Regions from separate parts of the Rattus norvegicus genome. Here region 2 is linked to region 1. A link is a contact called in public Hi-C data. All regions are on one chromosome and are shown on one strand. The core of a region is the stretch at or near the end of the contact, and the rest is flanking DNA. Distances in the headings are between cores, read along the strand shown.

Region 1 (2,937 bases), core at 177-2,676:
TGCCCAGATATAACAAAAGTTAATGAAAAAAGAGACTGTGGATTTAAAACAAAAAACAAGGGGGGGTACTGGGCTGAGGATCTGGAGGGAGGAAATGAGGAGGCATGTAATTGTAATCATATTATAATCTCAAAAACCAATATGATTTTAAAAATCTATTGTAAAATGAAGTTTTTTGGGTCAGGAACTAGAATACCCAAACTGCTGTTTGCAATGGAAGGTCTTAACTTCCAAGAATCCAGATTCCCTAAAACCAAAACTAATGAGAGTTGTCAGGAGAGCAGAGATGACAGATCCCACGCTGTTACCTGTGGAACGGGGAGATGGGTGCCAGGTTGCTCCTCCATCATTCCACTAGGTCTTACCTTACTTTTCGGGTCTGCACACCCTCTCCACAGTTGTCTCGCATGTCCACGAAGGTCACCTTGCAGACACTCCATGGCTCTGTGACCCATATGTACTGGTTGCAGTCACTGTGGCACGGGACGACCTCATACACCTGAAACACACACCTGGTGATCTCAGGCCGTGGAATGAGACTAGGGAAGGGTGGATGGAGGATTCTCTATCACCACAAACATCATTCCCCTCGTCTGCTTCCATTTCTCCCCCTTATTGTTTGCACACTCAAGTAGGAAGAAAGATAGCATCTTGAGAAGTCTGGTCAAGAAGAGGAAGGTGGGCTGAGCTGCCTTCTGTCTGCTTTTACAGTGAATCTTCTAACCCACTGGGCCCGAACCAAAACATATTTTCCTAAACTGACCTTTAGCACACCAAATTATAAGCTTTTGGGCTATTTGGTTCAAAGTTTTATGCCTCTTGAGTTCTTAGCGCAGGGCACTCATGTGCTAGACACTTAGTCAAGATTTATCAAATGAATGAATGAGAGGAATACTATAAAGAACACTATACACGTATCTGTTTTCCAGACAAATATTAGACAGTTTTACATATAAATGTGTATAGTTGTAAGAATTAGCATTTTTCATGCAAGAAACTGAAATGATGAGTACATGGAAATAAGCCTATCTTGAATCTAATCCTCAATCCCTTGAGGTAAGGAACCAAGGTCCTGAATTAGCTTTACACGATATATAGTCCCAGACACAGCTGTCACCATCAAGGCCTGACAACACAGCCAGCTATCTGCGGTTACTGTACACAAAGCTTTCAGTCCCAAAGGCAGTATTGTGTGTTCGCTTCAGGAATTCTAGAACAATGAAGCCACTGTGCAGTTTTCTCAATGAGGAAAATAAGCAGAAAAAGAAATTAAATAGACCACAATCTACTACAACCAAGAATATAACCAGGAAAGGAAAATACTTTAAATCAATTCTGGGAATCAGATTTAAGCAGTCATTTGGAGCTATCCTTTTGCACACTTGGAGGATGAAAAAACAAAATTAGAGTAAATCATATGTGATGTCGGAATAATGCTGTAGCTAATGATACGACCAGTATATCCCCATTAGGGAGATGTGTTAAAACAGGACTATCACCAACCAAATGGCTAAACACCACCACACCAGTCCCAGGGAATAGAAGAATCAAATTGAAGGGGCCCTGCTTCTATTTCTAACCCTTTGAGAGATAGATGGTCATTCCCCATTGTTAGGGGATAAATGCAAAGTATTTCATAGACAATTCCAACATCTCCAAATATCCATTTTCAGTGCACCGTACTGCTCTCCTTCAAGCATAAATAAAGGGTACCATTGCCTCATTAAAGTGCTGTAGGTGAAGGCTAGTCACCTCACTCTCTTTCCTCAGGCCCTATCAATTAAGAAACCATAGTAACTATACTGGGAAATAAAAAGAAAATAGGCAGAAGAAAACCTAGTGGAGAAAATAATAATTTTTTAAAAAATAGAACTCTGAAGATGTGGAAGATAAGCACGCTCACCTGCGCCTGGAGTGGTGTTTGGCGGGAACAGAGTAAAGGGCAAGAAACAGAGAAATATAAAAACATTAGTTATTTTGACAAGAGCTTATAGTGTACATTTCAGTTATAAGGACTTTTATTTAAAACATTAATTTAGTAAAAGGTTAGGATGTATTTCTTAGGTTTTAGGAAGGGCAAACCAACCATTTCTCTTGACTTTCACGTAAGACGAGCAGAAAAACATTACACAACCACCGGAATGATTGCATGTGTGCGATGACAAGACTTCAAACCCCGAGTGGATCTCAGAGCCCCTGGCACTGCAAACTGAACTGTGATTGCAACTATCTCATGAGTCATTGGAAACACGGACTGCTGTCTATAAACTGTCCCACCTACAGTTCCATATGTCCACCACTCTGCTTTAATCCATTCATATACTTTTAGTGAGATAAGGACCTGAGGGCTTAACTTCAGCGAGGAAACGTTTTCAGAGACGATTTTCAACTCAACGAACTGCTATATTTTTTACCAAGGTATTTTAATTAAAGTAAAAATCTGCATGGTGTACAACTTATAAACAATAACACGGTACTTTGAATATTTTAATTTCTTGAGTATTTTACTCCCTCTTCATAAGTTTTATGTAAAACATTTTGCTCAAAATTTGATGCCTAACTACCTGTTTTTTTCCTTGATTTACCTTTGACTTTTCAGTTATTACTGTTTTGATACACCCCCAATGAATTGAAAACCAATACATTAGTGTGCTTATGAAATTCTGTCTTGATTTTCTGGGAGATGTAACATTGAAAGGAAAGGATACAGTACAGGCAGCTTAGTACAGGGTCATGTGTCTTTGGAAACAAAAGTGATCAGGCAAATGTGACATGTTTTAATTGCACAGTGACTGGTTAGACACACACACGCACACATGCGGCATATTGAATATATGTACACTTCCTCTTTAATAGGACCATGGGTTGTAGTTTATGAATATTAAATTTGTTATTGGAAATTCAAGATTTCCAGACTTGTAGACAAGCATTCTCGTC
Region 2 (2,716 bases), core at 78-2,577, 400 kb after region 1:
TAGCGAAAATGACTTTGCTTTGACTAATCCGTGCCTGTCTTTGTACATGTACGAGCGTGCACGTGCATGTCGTGCGATTTTTCCAAGGTGAAGTGTGTTTTGTCTTTAAGTGATTGTATGTTTAATGCTTCACTACAATGCTGCTTGGACGTATGAATCCTCTTTAAACCTTCAGTCATCAGTGTGATTCTGGTGTAAATGGATCTGTCTCCCCAGTAGGGAGGTGGGAGGACTGAAGCCAGGAGACCTACTCTGCCTGAATTGTGATCTGGACACTTTTCCTTTCTACCTCATTCCTATCTTAATATTTAGGCATCGCCCAGGAACTCTCAAGTCATCCTCTGTTATAAGCAGCGAGAATACCTCCTTCTCTTTTCTCCTGTGAGTGTATGAAGTTTCCGGTTGGCTCTGGAATTCCATCTCCCATAGAGGGCAGAGAGAGCATCCACACAGCCGCTGGGCAGAGAGGGGAGCCTCCAGCCCTAGGGTTTTGTTGTTTTCCTGCCTGTTCTGCCTCTACAGCGCTTTGCACAGAGAGTCTGAGGAGCAGTGAGTTGCTACCTTTCTTGTTTAGTCCGAAAACAACGCAAAAAGACTTCTTTCACGGAAGGAAAAGTTTCTAAACCCACATGTTAATCACTCCACCGAGTAAAAAAAATCACTTTGAATCGCTCGTTACAAATTTCACTGCCCAGTTTCCCCTAAGGGTTCCTGAAAGCCCCTTTGCTTTTTACTATTAGATCTGTCCCCATAGGTCTTGTACGCAGTGTCCCACACACCACAAAGCTACACTTAACACACTTAAATATATATATATACTGTTTACCTATTCATTTTTAGAATGTCATTTTAGAAAGTCTAAGGACTGGAAACCCAGATATTAAAAATACTTCACTTTGTAATGAAAGTACAGCGCTGCCCTCATTCACTACCGAGTGTCAAGAGAAACAATCACTCCAGTGACTCACTGTTGCCTCTTAGTTATGTTGTTCTTTCCTAATGGCATAGGACGTGACCTAATTCGCTTGCAGGGATCATACTTTTGACCTGAGGATCCCGGCATAATCAGGATCAGCTGGAAACACAGAGGCTCCTTCAGGAACCCCTAGCTCCCTCTGGATCTTAGCCCCAGATTTAGAGACAGAGAAAAGGACAACTCTGTCCCACTTACCCGTCTTCCACAGATAGAGGGTGGGCACCTCTGTGTCTCCCTGCGCCGCAGCCCCGCGGGCTCCAGAGCTCAGCAGGAGTAGCAGGAGCAGTGGCAGCCGCATCAGCTGCAGGACGCCCCGGCTCAGGGACGCCAGGCGCCCGGCTCGCAGCCCCATGCTGTCCGCAGCCGCTCCAGCCTCCGGAGCCACAGCACTCTCGCGGGGGACGGTCCTTCCTTCTCCAGCAGTAGAGAACGTAAAGCTCTCGCTGCTCCTATTGTTCGCTCCAGATGAAAAGCAGCCAAAGAGCAACTAACACTAGGGAACAATAGCATCAGCCGCGACCGTGGACGCCACCGCCGCCGCCGCTGGCTGGCGGGGATGCTGGCGGGGATGCTGCCGCCGCTGCCATGGCGCGCAGACTGGCAGGTCCTAGCGGCGAGGGACACAGCCGGCCGCAGGGGGCCCCAGCTGACAGAGCCGGCCCAGAGCTCTAAGAGGAGCAGCCCCCGCCGCCAGCTGTAGGGAGGGGAGGGGAGAGAGAGCTGAGAGGAGCCAAAGGGACCCGAGGGGACCACAGGCGGGTGTGGAGGGCACCGAGGGCACAGGGCCAGCACCCAGACCCCACTCGCCCGCCCCGAGAACTCCCCGGCACATGGTGCGCTGAAATATGTTCGCAAGGATACACCAATAAAAGGCATCATCACAGGGCAGGCTTCAGGATGACAAATAACTGACATTGAAATTCATCGTCACCCAAGGAGTCAAATGCTGATCTAGTGGCGTGTTATTCTCCCTGCATATTTACACAAAGCATCAGCGTTGGTCATTTATTCTGAAGCTGTGCCTTCTGGATTACTTTATGAGAGGAGCGGTATTTATGAACCTGTGAGGGAACAGATCAGGGATCACTATCAAAAGGCACTTGAGCACTTTCTTCCGTGTTTTTCTTTTTCTTTTAAACTTCAGCCCAGCCTCAGTAACAATGTGACGGTGGTTAATGTGTGTCAAATCAACACATTGTCTTGTTCCTGCCTTTGAAAGAGATTCCGTACTTTAAAAAGTGTCCCGGTTGCTGTCTAATTGCATGAGTAAGAATGTACACACACAGCTAGTAGGATTCAATTTCAATGGTGAAGTACATAAAAGTTCCATTCCTTTCTCTTCCCATCTCTATTGAAAACACACTAAGAAATATCAGAGGTGTGGAGAAAAATTAAAGCACAAATGAGTGAGTAAAAGTAGTTGGCTATCACCCAGTTAATAACTATTTTTATACTTAAATTTCATTCCTGAGACTGATAGCTTCTAATTCTTTCTTTAAAAATGCTTTTTAGCACAACCAAAATAAGGAACCACATGGCTTGTTCCTTTTGTTCTCTATTTTATTAGATCAGAACTAACACAAGAATGTGTGCAGTCAGATAAAGCTTTGTCCCTCTCCCCCCCCCCCGCTCACAATAACAGTCGTTTATTATTAATCCATTTCCTTGTAACGCTTAAATAGTATCAAGGCAGTTAGCCAATTAAAACAAAGTAAAAACAACAACACAAAAATCCCCCCA

Evidence for each region. Hi-C and Micro-C count contacts between places; a contact is called where the count stands out from the background.
Region 2: a contact with region 1 is called in a Hi-C map of Schwann cells, with 7 times the contacts expected there. The contact joins the promoter of Thsd7a here to the enhancer-like site in region 1. A contact is called at or near these places in 5 of 12 Hi-C or Micro-C datasets (the A7r5 cell line, the Rat2 cell line, Schwann cells and 2 more) and 1 of 1 datasets of contacts at active chromatin or transcription factors (oligodendrocytes).

The regions. Positions count from the first base shown.
Region 1 is chr4:41,464,250-41,467,186 of GRCr8, forward strand. Thsd7a (thrombospondin type 1 domain containing 7A) reads right to left here. Exons shown (of 28, transcript NM_001191970.2): 15 at 1,904-1,909; 16 at 366-499. Among named protein-coding and RNA genes, the nearest start is that of Thsd7a, 400 kb to the right of the region's middle. Within about 2 kb of position 1,427, at least 9 of the 93 cell types and tissues checked have an H3K27ac peak or open chromatin away from gene starts, as enhancers often do. A contact at or near this core is called in Schwann cells, where this site is marked.
Region 2 is chr4:41,864,197-41,866,912 of GRCr8, forward strand. Thsd7a (thrombospondin type 1 domain containing 7A) reads right to left here and starts at 1,328. Exons shown (of 28, transcript NM_001191970.2): 1 at 1,172-1,328. The coding sequence starts at 1,328.